Linked DNA regions of Mus musculus: region 2 is linked to region 1. The links are chromatin contacts, called in public Hi-C maps. All regions are on one chromosome and are shown on one strand. The core of a region is the stretch at or near the end of the contact, and the rest is flanking DNA. Distances in the headings are between cores, read along the strand shown. Region 1 overlaps Xrn1 (5'-3' exoribonuclease 1). Region 2 holds the start of Gk5 (glycerol kinase 5 (putative)).

The links. Hi-C and Micro-C count contacts between places; a contact is called where the count stands out from the background.
Region 2: a contact with region 1 is called in a Hi-C map of morula, with 2.0 times the contacts expected there. The contact joins the promoter of Gk5 here to the enhancer-like site in region 1. A contact is called at or near these places in 2 of 39 promoter capture datasets (the C10 cell line and macrophages), 6 of 484 Hi-C or Micro-C datasets (the G1E-ER4 cell line, embryonic stem cells, morula and 3 more), 5 of 115 datasets of contacts at active chromatin or transcription factors (the SCID.adh cell line, embryonic stem cells and stem cell-derived neural progenitor cells) and 2 of 9 other capture datasets (adipose tissue and pancreatic islet).

The regions. Positions count from the first base shown.
Region 1 is chr9:96,031,319-96,037,816 of GRCm38.p6, reverse strand. Xrn1 (5'-3' exoribonuclease 1) reads right to left here. Exons shown (of 42, transcript NM_001311130.1): 33 at 4,124-4,232; 34 at 2,121-2,182. Among named protein-coding and RNA genes, the nearest start is that of Gm16794, 71 kb to the right of the region's middle. Within about 2 kb of position 1,331, at least 8 of the 459 cell types and tissues checked have an H3K27ac peak or open chromatin away from gene starts, as enhancers often do. A contact at or near this core is called in morula, where this site is marked.
Region 2 is chr9:96,117,834-96,124,436 of GRCm38.p6, reverse strand. Gk5 (glycerol kinase 5 (putative)) reads right to left here and starts at 5,008. Exons shown (of 16, transcript NM_001368879.1): 1 at 4,825-5,008. The coding sequence starts at 4,986.

The DNA.
Region 1 (6,498 bases), core at 82-2,581:
AGTACTGTTATTTCTCTCAAACTTACATATCTTATTTTACTCTTAAAAACGTTATTTTGGGGCTGGAGAGATGGCTCAGAGGTTAAGAGCACTGACTGCTCTTCCAAAGGTCCTGAGTTCAATTCCCAGCAACCATCTGTAACAGGATCTGACGCCCTCTTCTGGTGTGTCTGAAGCTACAGTGTACTCATATACATAAAATAAATAAACATATTTAAAACAAACAAACAACAAAAACCCCCGTTATTTTGGCTGGGTATAGTGGCACACACCTCTAACCTCAGGACTGTTTTGAAGGCAGAGGCAGAAGGATGAATTCAAGGCTGGCCTAAGTGAGTTAAGAGGCCAGCTTGTGCTACATGACAACTTTTCTAAAAAATATTTGGTCCCAAGTCTGGCCACTTTTTGTTTTCTACAATGGCAGAAAACCAGGACTTTTCACACAGAAGTGCTCATCACAGAGGGATGTTCCCAATCCAAGAGAGCCATTAAAAATGTTTGTTAAAGTATGGAATGTATGCATACAGATATACATAATTATGCATGCCAAACTCTTTGATTCTTATCTAACACATTTACATGTTCCTTATTAAAGCCTAGACAGTAAAACAAATAAGATGTATGACCTCGGCTCTCCCCACTCTAACTCCATACAGCTTGACTTTGCTACCAGTGTATGTATTAACTTAGATTCTTGTAAGCTTCAGGGACTCTACTAGAATCCACCTCCCACAGACAAATGGACTCAAGATAAGTACTGTTAATTAACAGGCTGTTTCCTTCCCCACCTGCCCATTCCTGAGGGTGGGACCTATTTCCCTTTCCCTGGTCCTGGGACAGCACTCCCCCCCCCCCCCAACTCTCAAGACCATAGGCCTAAGAATTTCAAATATACACCACACAAATTTTTTTTCTCCCTAAAATTCCTATCTTCTGCTCCAGATGTTCTCTCAGAACTCCATCTAGGAAAGCTCCCAGTTACCCATAGGTACTTTGGCCTAACTTCATAGACTGCTTCAACCTGGACAGCAGTAAACCAACCAGCCCTTCCTGGACTTGACCAACTTTCAAGATTTTTGCCCATACCCCATAAACAAAAATGTACCCCAATGTCAGCAAGAAGTAGTCATGGCCAATCACAGAGTACCTTATTTATTTATAATTAACAAAACGCTGGGATGTTTGGTTTAGGACTGGGACAAGGGACCCAGGTGCAAATTTTATTATGAGTAGACCTGGCTTCCTGGTTCTCTCAACATCCCTCAGTCCCTACCCAGCACACCCTGCCCCTGCCCCTGCCCCTGAATTTTCCAGCCCAGAGGCTGGGTTGTCCTTCTCTCAGAGACTCTTTCCTGTAGAATTCAGACATTTTGGTCTCTGACCCCGCCCCTCCTCCTCTTTCTCTTCGCTCTCTGCTCGGGCTTTCCCTCTTTCTCCTCCCCACTCCCCATGGTAACTTCCCTGGCCTCAATCCCCGGGGCCAACGAACCTGCCTGCCTGAGAGCAAATTCCCAACAAACTTACCTGCCTTTAATATATTCTAATCTGGCTCGAATTGGCTCATTTCACTGGTGGAGAATTAACCTATCATTATGTACAAATAGATACTCCCACATATTTTATAATACATGAGAAAAGCTCTAAGTAACCAATAGTTTATTTCTTTTTTTAAAAAAAGATTTATTTATTTTATGTATGTGAGTACAATGTTGTTGTCTTCAGACACACCAGAAGAGGGTGTTGGATCCTATTCCAGATGGCTGTGGCCACCATGTGGTTGCTAGAAATTAACTCAGGACCTCTGGAAGAGCAGTCAGTGCACTTAACCACTGAGCTATCTCTCCAGCCCCCAGTAGTTTGTTTCTATTTTAGAGATAAAGAAGTTGAGGTCATTAAGAATTGCTCAAGACCACTCAACTCTTTAAGTGTTAAAACAAGGATGACAGATGTCTCTATTCTGAACTGTGGACTCCAGCTGTATAACCATCCATCCAAATGACTATGGCTTTTACTGCAGTCCTTATGGACTGTGGAGAAGGCTGCAAAATTCACTAGATGCTATACAACAACCAAGTGCATAAAAAAAAATCCAGTTATTAAAAATATCAAAGAAAAATTACCTGTTTACTGGACAACTTTTGACTCTGACACTCAGCTTTAGGACTTTTATATTCTTCCTTAACTAGAAACAAGAAAACAGAATTCGGGAAGTGAAAGTGCTTACTAAACACCAACTATATTCATCAAGTATTCACTACAGTGAAACAGCATTTAAAGGATTTCAAGGTGGGTGGTTTCCTCCCGTGTCTGTGCCTCCCTCTCCTCATCCCTTCTCCCTGCTGCCAATGCTGGGATCAAATCTAGGTGCTGGCAATTCTAGGAAAGTGCTCTACCTGGGGGAAGGAAGGGCGAAGACAGGGAGGTCTCTGGAGTGCATTGGCCAGTCACAACCAGTGACCTCTGGATTTTGTTAGAGACCCTGTCTTAAAAAATAAGGCAGACAGCTGGGTGGTGGTACAGGCCTTTAATCCCAGCATTCAGGATGCAGAGGCAAGTGGATTTTTGAGTTTGAGGCCAGCCTGGCTTACAGAGCAAGTTCTAGGACAGCCAGGGCCACAAAGAGAAACCCTGTCTTGAAAAACAAAACAAAAGAAAACAAATCCAACAACAAAAACAACAACAACAAAAGGTAGATGACCCAGTAAGATGGCTCAGTGGGTAAATGCCCTTGCTGCCATGATGGAAAAAAGAACCAACTCCTGTAAGCTGTCCTTCTTGACTTCTACATATATCCACCAAATAAATATAACAAAAAAGTTAAGGAAAGAGATGAAGAAAGAATGAGGAAAATACTTGATATCAGACCCACATGTGTCTACAAGCACTTGCAGAAGAGCCTAGGTGAGCATGTACGCCCTCATAAAAGAATCTAAGGCTGTAGATATTTAGCTCAGTGGTATACTATTTGCCTGGTGGATATGAGGTACTAATCCTTAGAACAGAAAGAAAGAAAAAAAGAGAGGGAGGGAGGGAGGGAAAAAAGAAAGAAAATAAGAAATATTTAACAAAATTTAGCTCTTCCTAGGTAAAAATAAGAATAGAAAAAAATAGAGTGTTTCCTCACCAAATAGGGAACACTGAAACCCATAGCTAAAAATAACATGTGATTGTAAAAGACAGAAAGGTTACCTCTAAGATCGAGGTTAGGCAAGGTTAGGACTGCTCTTCTTTAAAAACAATTAACATAACCTCATCAATAATAGTATCAAAACAAATAATGTAGGAATAAATTCAACATAAACAGTGTAAGAATCGTGTACTGTAAATGGTAAGATATTAGTAGAAAAAATTAGAGAAAACTAAATAAATGAAAAGGCCTCTGTGTTCAAGGGCAGGAAAATGTCAGAGTGTTGAAGATCACATCCAATGTGATCTATGAAAATTCCAGGCACAGTTTTTGCAGAAATAGATAAATTATGAAAAATTCATATGGAAATACAAGACTCAGAATAAATGGAACTATCCTGAAAAAGGGCAGACAAAGTTGGGGGACTCAAAACTGTTTGATTTCTGTACTAAACGCTACAGTAAGGAAGACAGCATGTTTTGTGTATAGATGTGTATAGATCAGCAGATTGGAATGGAGGCTGGAACTCACCACAAAGATGTCTGGTCAACTGATTTTTAGGAAAGGTACCAGGAGAATGGGCATCCACCTGCAGGGGCATTAATAACCTTCCCTGTCTTCATCAGTGCAGACTTTACAGTGATGGGGTTGGTTTACTTGTCTCTCTCTGCCTCTGTATGTGTGGGCATATGCACGCCATGGCATACATGTAGCTCACAGGCTAACTCTAGAGGTTGTTTCTCTCCTTCCACCATGTGTCTTGGGGATTGAACTCAAGTTGCTAAGCTTGAATGGCAAGAGCATTTACCTGCTGGGCCATTTCACTTGCCTGATGAATTCTTAAAGTATGAGTTATATTTCAACAAAGCTGTTTGTTTAAAAAACAATGAAACAACCAACCAACCAACCTACCAACAGCAACCAAAAACAAAAAAAACAAAAAACAACCAACAAAAAGAAGATAGCATACAAACACTTTTCTACCTTAAAACTTACATTTTCGTTGCGAGTCATGTTTTCTCTGCTGATGTCTGACACTGTGGTCAGTAAAGCCAGATTTATGACCTTCAGTTACTTGACTTATTTCTTGAGGTAGAACTGCACCCTGAAAGTTAAAATTCTCAAAAATCAATTAAACAAAACCTTAATATAACAAAAAAATTTTAAAGTTAATTTAATAAAAATTACACAGATTTTTATAAAAACACACAGAAAACTATATAGAATTTAAAAAACTACTCAAAAACCACTCTTGGAAATAAGAATCATTAATATAATGGCCATCACACTCCAGAATTCCCCTATGTGTTAGTTAGAAAGCAAGGTAAATGAAAGACAAGAACCTTCCCCAAATCCTCTTTTCAATAGAAACAATTCAATCTAACTTTGTTTAAAGTTAACAAATACAGAAACTAAAGAAAGCGCTAAACTTTGAATGTTTGTTCATTAATAGAACCTTCTTTAAATCTTTTAAAAAGATTTCCATTATTTTATGTGAATGGGTGTTTTGCCTACATGTATGTCTGTGTACCATATATGTGCCTGGTGGTTGAGGTCAGCAGAGGGCATCTGCTCCCCTGGCACTGGGTTGCAGATGGTTGTGAGCCGCCATATGGACACTGGCAACCAAACCTAGGTCCTCTACAAGAGCAACCAGTGCTCCTAACTGCTGAACTTTCTCTTTCGGGGCCCCTAGAAATTTCTCTAACTTTCTCTAGGCTTACTTCAAGACAAACACACTTTTAGTGTAAGTGGAGATAAGGACACGTAACAGAAGAACGTGGCTGGACCCGCTCATTCACCCCCTCCATTATCTTGACACACTGATGTTAACAACTTCCATTAAAAAGGCTCTAAAATGAATACTTTCTTGTATTTTATGAAAGGTGAGGATATTAACTCATTTACATTCCTTTCTAGGTTCTTTCCTCCATAGTGGATTTTAAAATTAATGTTTATATTTTCAAATGAAACACAATTTTCCAGCAAGACCCACAAGCCCACAGTAATTAAGACAGTTTATAAATGGGCACAATAGTAAAACGTAAGATTGTTTCTTTTCTCTGTGGATGCACACATGTGCACGCTTACACACTCATGTCCTCATGCCTTCCTCGAATACTTCTCAATCTAACTTTTTTGTCAAGGTTCTTCACTGACCCTGGAGTTCCCCGCTTCAGTGACATGTGCCTGACCAGCAAGCCCCGAGGATGTGCCTGTCTCCAAAACACCAGCGCTGTGGCTACAGACATGTGACATTATGCCTTGAGTACTGAGGACCCAAGTTCATATCCAAGCACTTTACCCATTGAGTAACCCCTCCAACCTCAAGATTCTTTGATGAAAGGAAGAGAAAGCCAGAGGGCAAAAAGAAACAACTTGCTATAGTTGAATCTGCAAGAGGAAGTAAAAGCAGAGGCTGGAGAGATTTAATAAAAGGTAATTTTCAAGTGGCACAGGTTCCATCTGGTCTGGGCTGGTGCCATGAGCAGACCTTGGGTGCAAACTCCGTAGCCAGTCTCACAACACCCAAAGGAAGCTCCACTCCCAGGGGCTCTAACACGCCCAGGACCACAGGATCTCAGGATCTCAGGAGCTTGGTCACACCAGGATCTCAAGGGCCCAGAGGCAGCTTGACTCCTAGGAGCTCTGACACAACCAGGATCTTAGGATCACAGGATCCCAGAATCACAGGATCACAGAGGCAGCTGAACTCAGGAGTTCTGACACAACCAGGATCACAGGAAGGACAGGTTCCAGTCAGATACAGCCAGGGCAGATAGCACTAGAGATAATCAGATGGCGGGAAGCAAGCGTTAAGAACATAAGCAACAGAAACCAAGGTTACTTGCCATCATCAGAACCCAATTGTCCCACCATAGCAAGTCCTGGATACACCATCACACAGGAAAAGCAAGATTTGGATCTAAAAATCACTTCTCATGATGGTGTTAGAGGACTTTAAGAAGGACATATATAACTCCCTTAAAGAAATCCAAGAGAACACAGGTAAACAGCTAGAAGTCCTTAAAGAGGAAACACAAGAATCCCTTAAAGAATTACAGGAAAACAATCAAACAGGTGAAGGAAATGATCAAAACCATCCAAGATCTAAAAATGGAACTAGAAACAATAAAGAAATCACAAAGGGAGACAACCCTGGAGTTAGAAAACCTAGGAAAGAGATCAGGAGTCACAGATCAAGCATCACCAACAGAACACAGAGCTAGAAGAGCTGTGCATAGCTCTCTGGGTCGTGAAAAAGCCAACTTATTCTTTATGTGCATGTGGTGGAACTGTAGGTGGCTGTGAGCTGCCTGACATGGGCACTGGGAAACAAACTTGGGTGCTCTGTAACAGGAGCATCCACT
Region 2 (6,603 bases), core at 3,759-6,258, 83 kb before region 1:
GCCCTGGAAAGGGGTAAAGTCTATGTGAGGCTCCCCGAAGCCCCTTACCACACTGCTGCTTCTCCTTAACCGGCAGCAGGTGCTAGGTTCACTCTCTGGAGAGGCTGATCTTACAAATAACAGCCAGAGATCAGTGCTTTAGATACTGAAAGATGAGCAGGAAGCCCACCAGAAGTACCATTTGAAGAAACTGTCCAACATGGAGGAAGTGGTCAAGATGAGACCTGAAAAGCCTGGTGTGTTACAAGGTGATGGGTTTGACGTCTGCTAGTCTCCCCTGTGCCCCTAGGAAGCAAGTTTAACAACATCTACTTCCCTTCCATCAACTTTGCCAGGCTTTTCTAATTATGCTAGAATGTTTCAACTGCAACAAATTCTCTCTCTCAAAACAACTTCATGTAGGTATCCTTGCTTCAAACCTCCAAGCCCTTAGACCTAATGGTGGACTTCAGATTATGTCGCCTACACTGCTGGACAGCGCATGCCATGTCCATTTTCACCAGTTTTGGTTTTTTTATTTTTTTTTATTTTTTTTATTTTTTTTATTTTTTTGTTTTTTTGAGACAGTGTTTCTCTGTATAGCCCCGGCTGTCCTGGAACTCACTTTGTAGACCAGGCTGGCCTCGAACTCAGAAATCCGCCTGCCTCTGCCTCCCAAGTGCTGGGATTAAAGGCATGCGCCACCATGCCTGGCCAGTTTTGTTTTTTGTTTGTTTTTTAAGATCTTTATTTATTTTATGTATGTGAGTGCTCTATCTGCATGTACACCTGCATACCAGAAGAGGGCATCAGATGCCATTACAGATGGTTGTGAGCCACCATGTGGTTTCTGGGACTTGAACTCAGGACCTTTGGAGGAGCAGCCAGTGCTCTTAACCACTGTGCCATCTCTCCAGCCCACAGCAGAGGTTTTTATAGTTCAGTTTTGGAGGTTGATAGTTCAGAATCACAGCACGCACGCGCACACACGCACACACGCACACGCACGCACACACACACACACACACACCCCGGGCCCTTAGTTCAGCAAGGCCTCCCTTGGCTGCATCATATCATGGTGGAAGGAAACATTATGTGCCCCAAACACACACAAGAAATAGCCACCATGCATGGTGGCACACCTCTATGATTCGAACACTTGGGAGTCTTGGACAAGTATTGCCAAGAGTTTGAAGTCACAAGAATTGGGGGAGTGGGGAGGGGGGTGGAGAGAGGATGAACAGACAGGGACAGGAGGGGGGAAGAGGAGGAAGAAGGAAGGAGAGAGGAGAGGGAGGAGGAATGAGGAAGTAGGAGGAAGAGACAGGAGCAGAGAGCAGGAAGGCAGTGTTCCTGCAGTTACCACATCTCTTGGGTGCAAAACAAGGAAGCACCTAATCCCCTACGATCTCTCCCTAGAACCCACCTCTTACAGATTCTATAGCTCCAGGAAACACCACCCTGGCTGTCTAAGATTCTAACAGTTAATCCCTGGGAACAAGCTCAAACCACTGGAAACCCTAACCATGTAACGTGAGAAATGTGCCCCCAACAGAAGAGGACTAAGCCAAAACAGAAGAAAACAGTGAAAGTCAAGAAGAAAGCATCTTCAGTTGATTAAAAGCCAGAGCCTGTTTTTTCAAGAGTGAACACAGCTTGCCAATGCTGGAGGCCTTGATGCCTCTGTGCTGAGCCTTTCTATCCTGTTCTTCCCACCATCACATTTTATGGTTTTCATAGTAGCACGACGTCCTTCTGGGAAAGAACACGATGAGTTTTCTCCAGTTTCCAAAACAATCACATCAATACACATTGTGAGGGCTTCAGATATGGGCCACGCATTCTAACACTTAACAATAACATTTAACTGTCCACTATAAAGACTGTCTTAGTATTTTGTGTGTGCAGATACCTGGCACAGAGCACGTGAGAAGGTCAGAGGTCAACCTGGATGAGTCAGTTCCCTCCTTCAAGCACCTGGGTCCCAGGAATTGATCTCAGGTCACCAGGCTTGGTGGCAAAGTACCCTTACATCTCAATGGCACCATGGGGGTGGAGGGATTAAAGTTACAAAGGTTGAGGATGTGCAGAATCATGTGTGTGTGTGTGTGTGTGAGAGTGTGTGTGTGTGTGTGTGTGTGTGTGTGTGTGTGTTTGTGATAGAACCAGCATCACCACAAAAAATGGGAAAAAAAATAACTGGAGTCTTGAGCAGCTTCCTACAAACCGAATGCAAAGTTTCACGTTTGGATTTAAATTTTAACTTAAAGATAATGGAAGCCCGTCCTGCTCACATACCCAAAGGACGGTCTCTTTTTCCCTTTTTATTTCCTTTCCATGTGCCTTGTTTGGCTATATGAATCAAATCCTCCTACACTAAGATTTTAGGTTTTTATGAACAATCTTTCCATTATACAAGAAGGGGTGTAACTTCCACTGAGAAGGCTACATCCAGAACCCATGAAGTAAACTGAATTCCTAGCATTTTAATTATTTTGATTCTGAGACAGAGTCTCATTGTGCAGCCCTGGTTTGCCCTGGAATCTGCTATGAAGAACAGGCTAGCCTCAAACTCACAGAGATCTGACTGCCTCTGCCCTCCAAGCGCGAGGAGTAAAGATGTGCACCACTAGGCCGGCATTTACTCTCATCATTTACTCTCCACCCATGAAGTCCTAAAGTGCTAAACGACAGTGTAGACTAGCAAGACCTTATTCTTAATGAATTCAGCTCTCTGCAGCACAGCCTCAGAAGGCGCCTCCTTATCTTTTTGTTGGTTGGAAGTAACGCCCAGGGCACTGCACATGCCAGGCCAGTGTGCTTGGACTAACAATCTGATGCACGATTAAGTTTCTAGAAAGTTGGCCAAAGAAAGACCCCATGTTTTATCACTAGAGACAACAGACATAAAATTATTTTTTTAAATGGCCACATAAGCAAAGACTAGTGGTGTCTCAGCAGGGATGGGATGGGGTGGGCAGATACCTATTTCCAACCTAGCCTATGCTACAGAGAGAGTTCCAGACCAGCCTTGGATACAGAGAGAGATCTTAAGACCACAAATACACAAACACAAACAAAAACCACTATAACTTATTTTTGTATGTAGTTATCTGCCCAGAAGCACACCCTTAAGTTCTGACATCAGCTATCACGGTTTAAGACCATGCTTAGCATCCCAAAGACAGTGTTCTTCCCATCAGTTCCCAGGCATCGTCTCCACAGTTCTTTACATAGCCAGAGCTCCATCGGTAGACCAGGCAGGCTGGCCTTGAACTCAGAGACCCATCTGCCTCTATCTCCCAGGCCCTGGAATTAAAGGTATGTACCACCAAACCCCAATACTTTCTAAAAATCAAATTTCCTTAAATTGTGCAACAACTATGCAGCTGTATTGCCTACCAACTTCTTAAAAATTTATCAAATTTCATATTTACTTCAGGGTAGGGAGCACACTTGTGCCAGTTTAAAGTGCCGAGGACAGAGGGCAACCTATGCTCTCCTTTCTCCCTGTCCATCTCAGGGATCCAAGCTTAGGAGGGAGGACTGGGAAGTCCTCTTTACCTGCTGAGCCATCTCCTTCCTGAACCAAACTCTCATTCCTTAATTAAAAAAAAAAAATTTAAAATGCACCGTTTCAGCAAAAGTACTTTGTGACTAGAATTGTAAGAAAAACTAAGAAGTATCGTTGTGTTTGTGATAAAGACTTGCAATACGACAAGAGCTCAGTATGTGCCTTAGACCTGTCCTTAAAGGTTGGGACAGGGATGGACTGAGTGGGTGGGCAGTGTTCCGACACAGCTGGCCAGAGAGAGAGCGAGCAGCGCAGTTGCTGCAACTCACCTCCTAGCTCAGATCCCTGAAGGGAACGTCTAGTCTATTTCCTCAAAGTAAATTCTTAAGGCAGTCACTACTTAACTTTTACCCTAGTCGATGTAGGATAGCACAGGGAAAAAAGGGGGGAGCCCAGTGCTGTAAGGAAGAAGTTAAATGGCTCTCATATCCCTTCGCTAATATTTTAAACATTAGAAAATGCTAGTATTTAAAGGAGTAAATAAGAACACTACACTCAATCAACTGCATTGACCACTGTATAGAAATTAGCGCTTTATTAAAATGGGGGTTGGCTGTTAACTAGTATCATCTGAGGTTTAAGGCTTTGCTAACAAAGACCAACCAATGCTTTGGCAGGCTTCTCAAGCCAGAAGATACTTTTTAATGAATTCTCAAAGATGGAAAGAAATAAGGATAACAAAGCTTTCAAAATGTGCTCAGTGTCTCCAATATCCATGGAAGTTAAATGTTAATGTGAGGACCTAGCACTTTTACGAACGCAACCAGTAAGGTGGCTTGGCGGTAAAAGTACTTCTGCCAAGCCTGAAGACCTGAGTTCAATCCTAGGGACCGGGCCAACATGGTGGAAGGAGAAAACCGATGCCCAAGAAAGTTGTCCTCTGACTCCTAAATGTGTGCCATATAGCACGCGAGCACACACAGATACACAAATAATAAATGCAACGAATTGTTTAAATAACACAACCGAAAAAAAAAAACCCACAGTTTTATATTCCATCAAAATCTGAAGAGCTAAAAGGCATAAAAGGTCGACGAGGAAGTGCAGAAAAACCACGCAAATCACTAACCACCTTCTGTCCACATATACACAATCTGCCCGCGCTGCCCCGAGAGTCACCTCGGTTCCACCCAGGTAAAGCTAGAGCGCTGAGTCCCGCGGGACAGGAAGCGAGAGACAGACACCGGGCCACGCCGGCCCGAGCCCCCCAGAGGTGCAGGAAGAGCTAGGGTGCAGTCAGATCCCGAGACCCTCCCGCCGCGCCTAGTCACCTTCTGCGCGCTGGAGCCTCGCACTCGCGCCGTCTGGTCATAGACGTGGCAGCGGATCACCGTGCTGCCCACGTCCAGCCCCAGCACGAAGCGGGAGGGCGGCGAGGCCGACGCGCTCAGTTCCTCTCGCTGCCGCTCTGCACGCTCCTGCTGCCCTGACATCGCGACCCCGAACACTGCAGTCGCCACGGGCCGGCCAGCGCGGAGCTATAAACGCCAGACCCCGGGCGGAGAGCTCGCGGCCCCGCCCCTCCTACACCGCGCCCTGTCCCGCCCCTCGACGAGTTAGGCTCCGCCCCTTCACAAGACCCCGCCCCGCCTCGTTCAGCCCCTTCGGGAAGCCTTGCTACCCCACGCTCCGCCCCTAGCACCGTGACGTCAGGGCAGCGCGCCGAGCAGCTCGTGGGAATTTGGCAAAGATGGCGTTTACCGCAGCGCTGTACTGGATGTCACCGTTCAGCGACCGTTACTTTGAAACTTTTTAGTTCCCTTCTAGCCCAGATTACTTTTTTACGAATATCTGTTAGGAAAAATCAAGTGAGATGAAAAAATTTTAAACTTTTTTTCATGTTCACTTAGTTTTTTGCCTGTATTTATGTGTGTGAGCCACATGTGCCTGATGCATGTAGAAGTCAGAAGAGGACCTCCGACGATTGCAAGCTTCCATGTAGGCAATGATAACCAAACCCCGGTCTTCAGCAAGAGCAACTAGTGCTCTTAACCAGTGAGCCATCTTTCCAGTCCGTGGGAAGACATTCAAAAGTATAGGAGGTTCCTCATGAAGTCTTCCCAGAAAAGCTTGCATGTATTACACAACGATGAATAGATGTCCAAGTTTTGTATGGCACTAAAGGGCCTTTGCCGCGACACAAAGTTTAAATTTCGTGAGAATGTTTTGTGGGTAGCTTATCAGCTTAAAGGAATATTTTCTTGTTTATATTACTCTGTTAGCCTACTTGCTTCCCAGAGATTTGCCAAGTTGGATTTGGGTTGTCACTTGAAGCTTGACTGTGAACACCATATTTATTTTTGTTTGTTTGTGGCTTCTCTTAATAGTCTGTCTCTACACAGCAATGCCTATTTGCACCATCTGGCACAGGTCTGCCCTATATCGTTGGTGACCAATTGGTCATGCATGAATGTGTGTGTGTGTGAGAGAGAGAGAAAGAGAGAGAGAGAGAGACTTTCCAGCGTTGTATGCATGACTAATAGTCCTATGCTGTCCGATTCTCTTGAGAAACTGAAACTGTACAAATACCAGAGGGAAGGCAGAGCCAGAACCTGAGAGCCACAACTGAAGTTTGACCTTGTTCCTCAAGGCAATCTCTTACTAGGACCAAAGGCTCCCTAGGATTCTATATGCTCTTGTCGTGAATAGGCACCAAACTCTGGTCCTCATGTTTGACTGGCAAGCACATTACCTACGGAGCTATCTCTCCCAGTTCCTGAGGGAAAGAAACTTTAAAGAATTGGTTGTAGGTCCAGGCAAGCTTAGAAACTTGTAGGGCCTGCTGGCAGCCTGGAAAAGAAGGCACACTTCCATGCTTACAGTTTTGATTTCCTCCTTCCCGAAGCTTGCCTTTGCCCTTTTCCAAAGCTTGCCTGGTGTTCAACTAATCGGGGGAAGCTCAGTCATGTGTGTGTGTGTGTGTGTGTGTGTGTGTGTGTGTGTGTGATATCTTTACTGGGGATACAGATTTAAATGTCAATCACATCTAAACTACACCTCCCACAGCAATGTACAAGTAACCTAGTCAAGCTTATTCATACAGTTAGCCA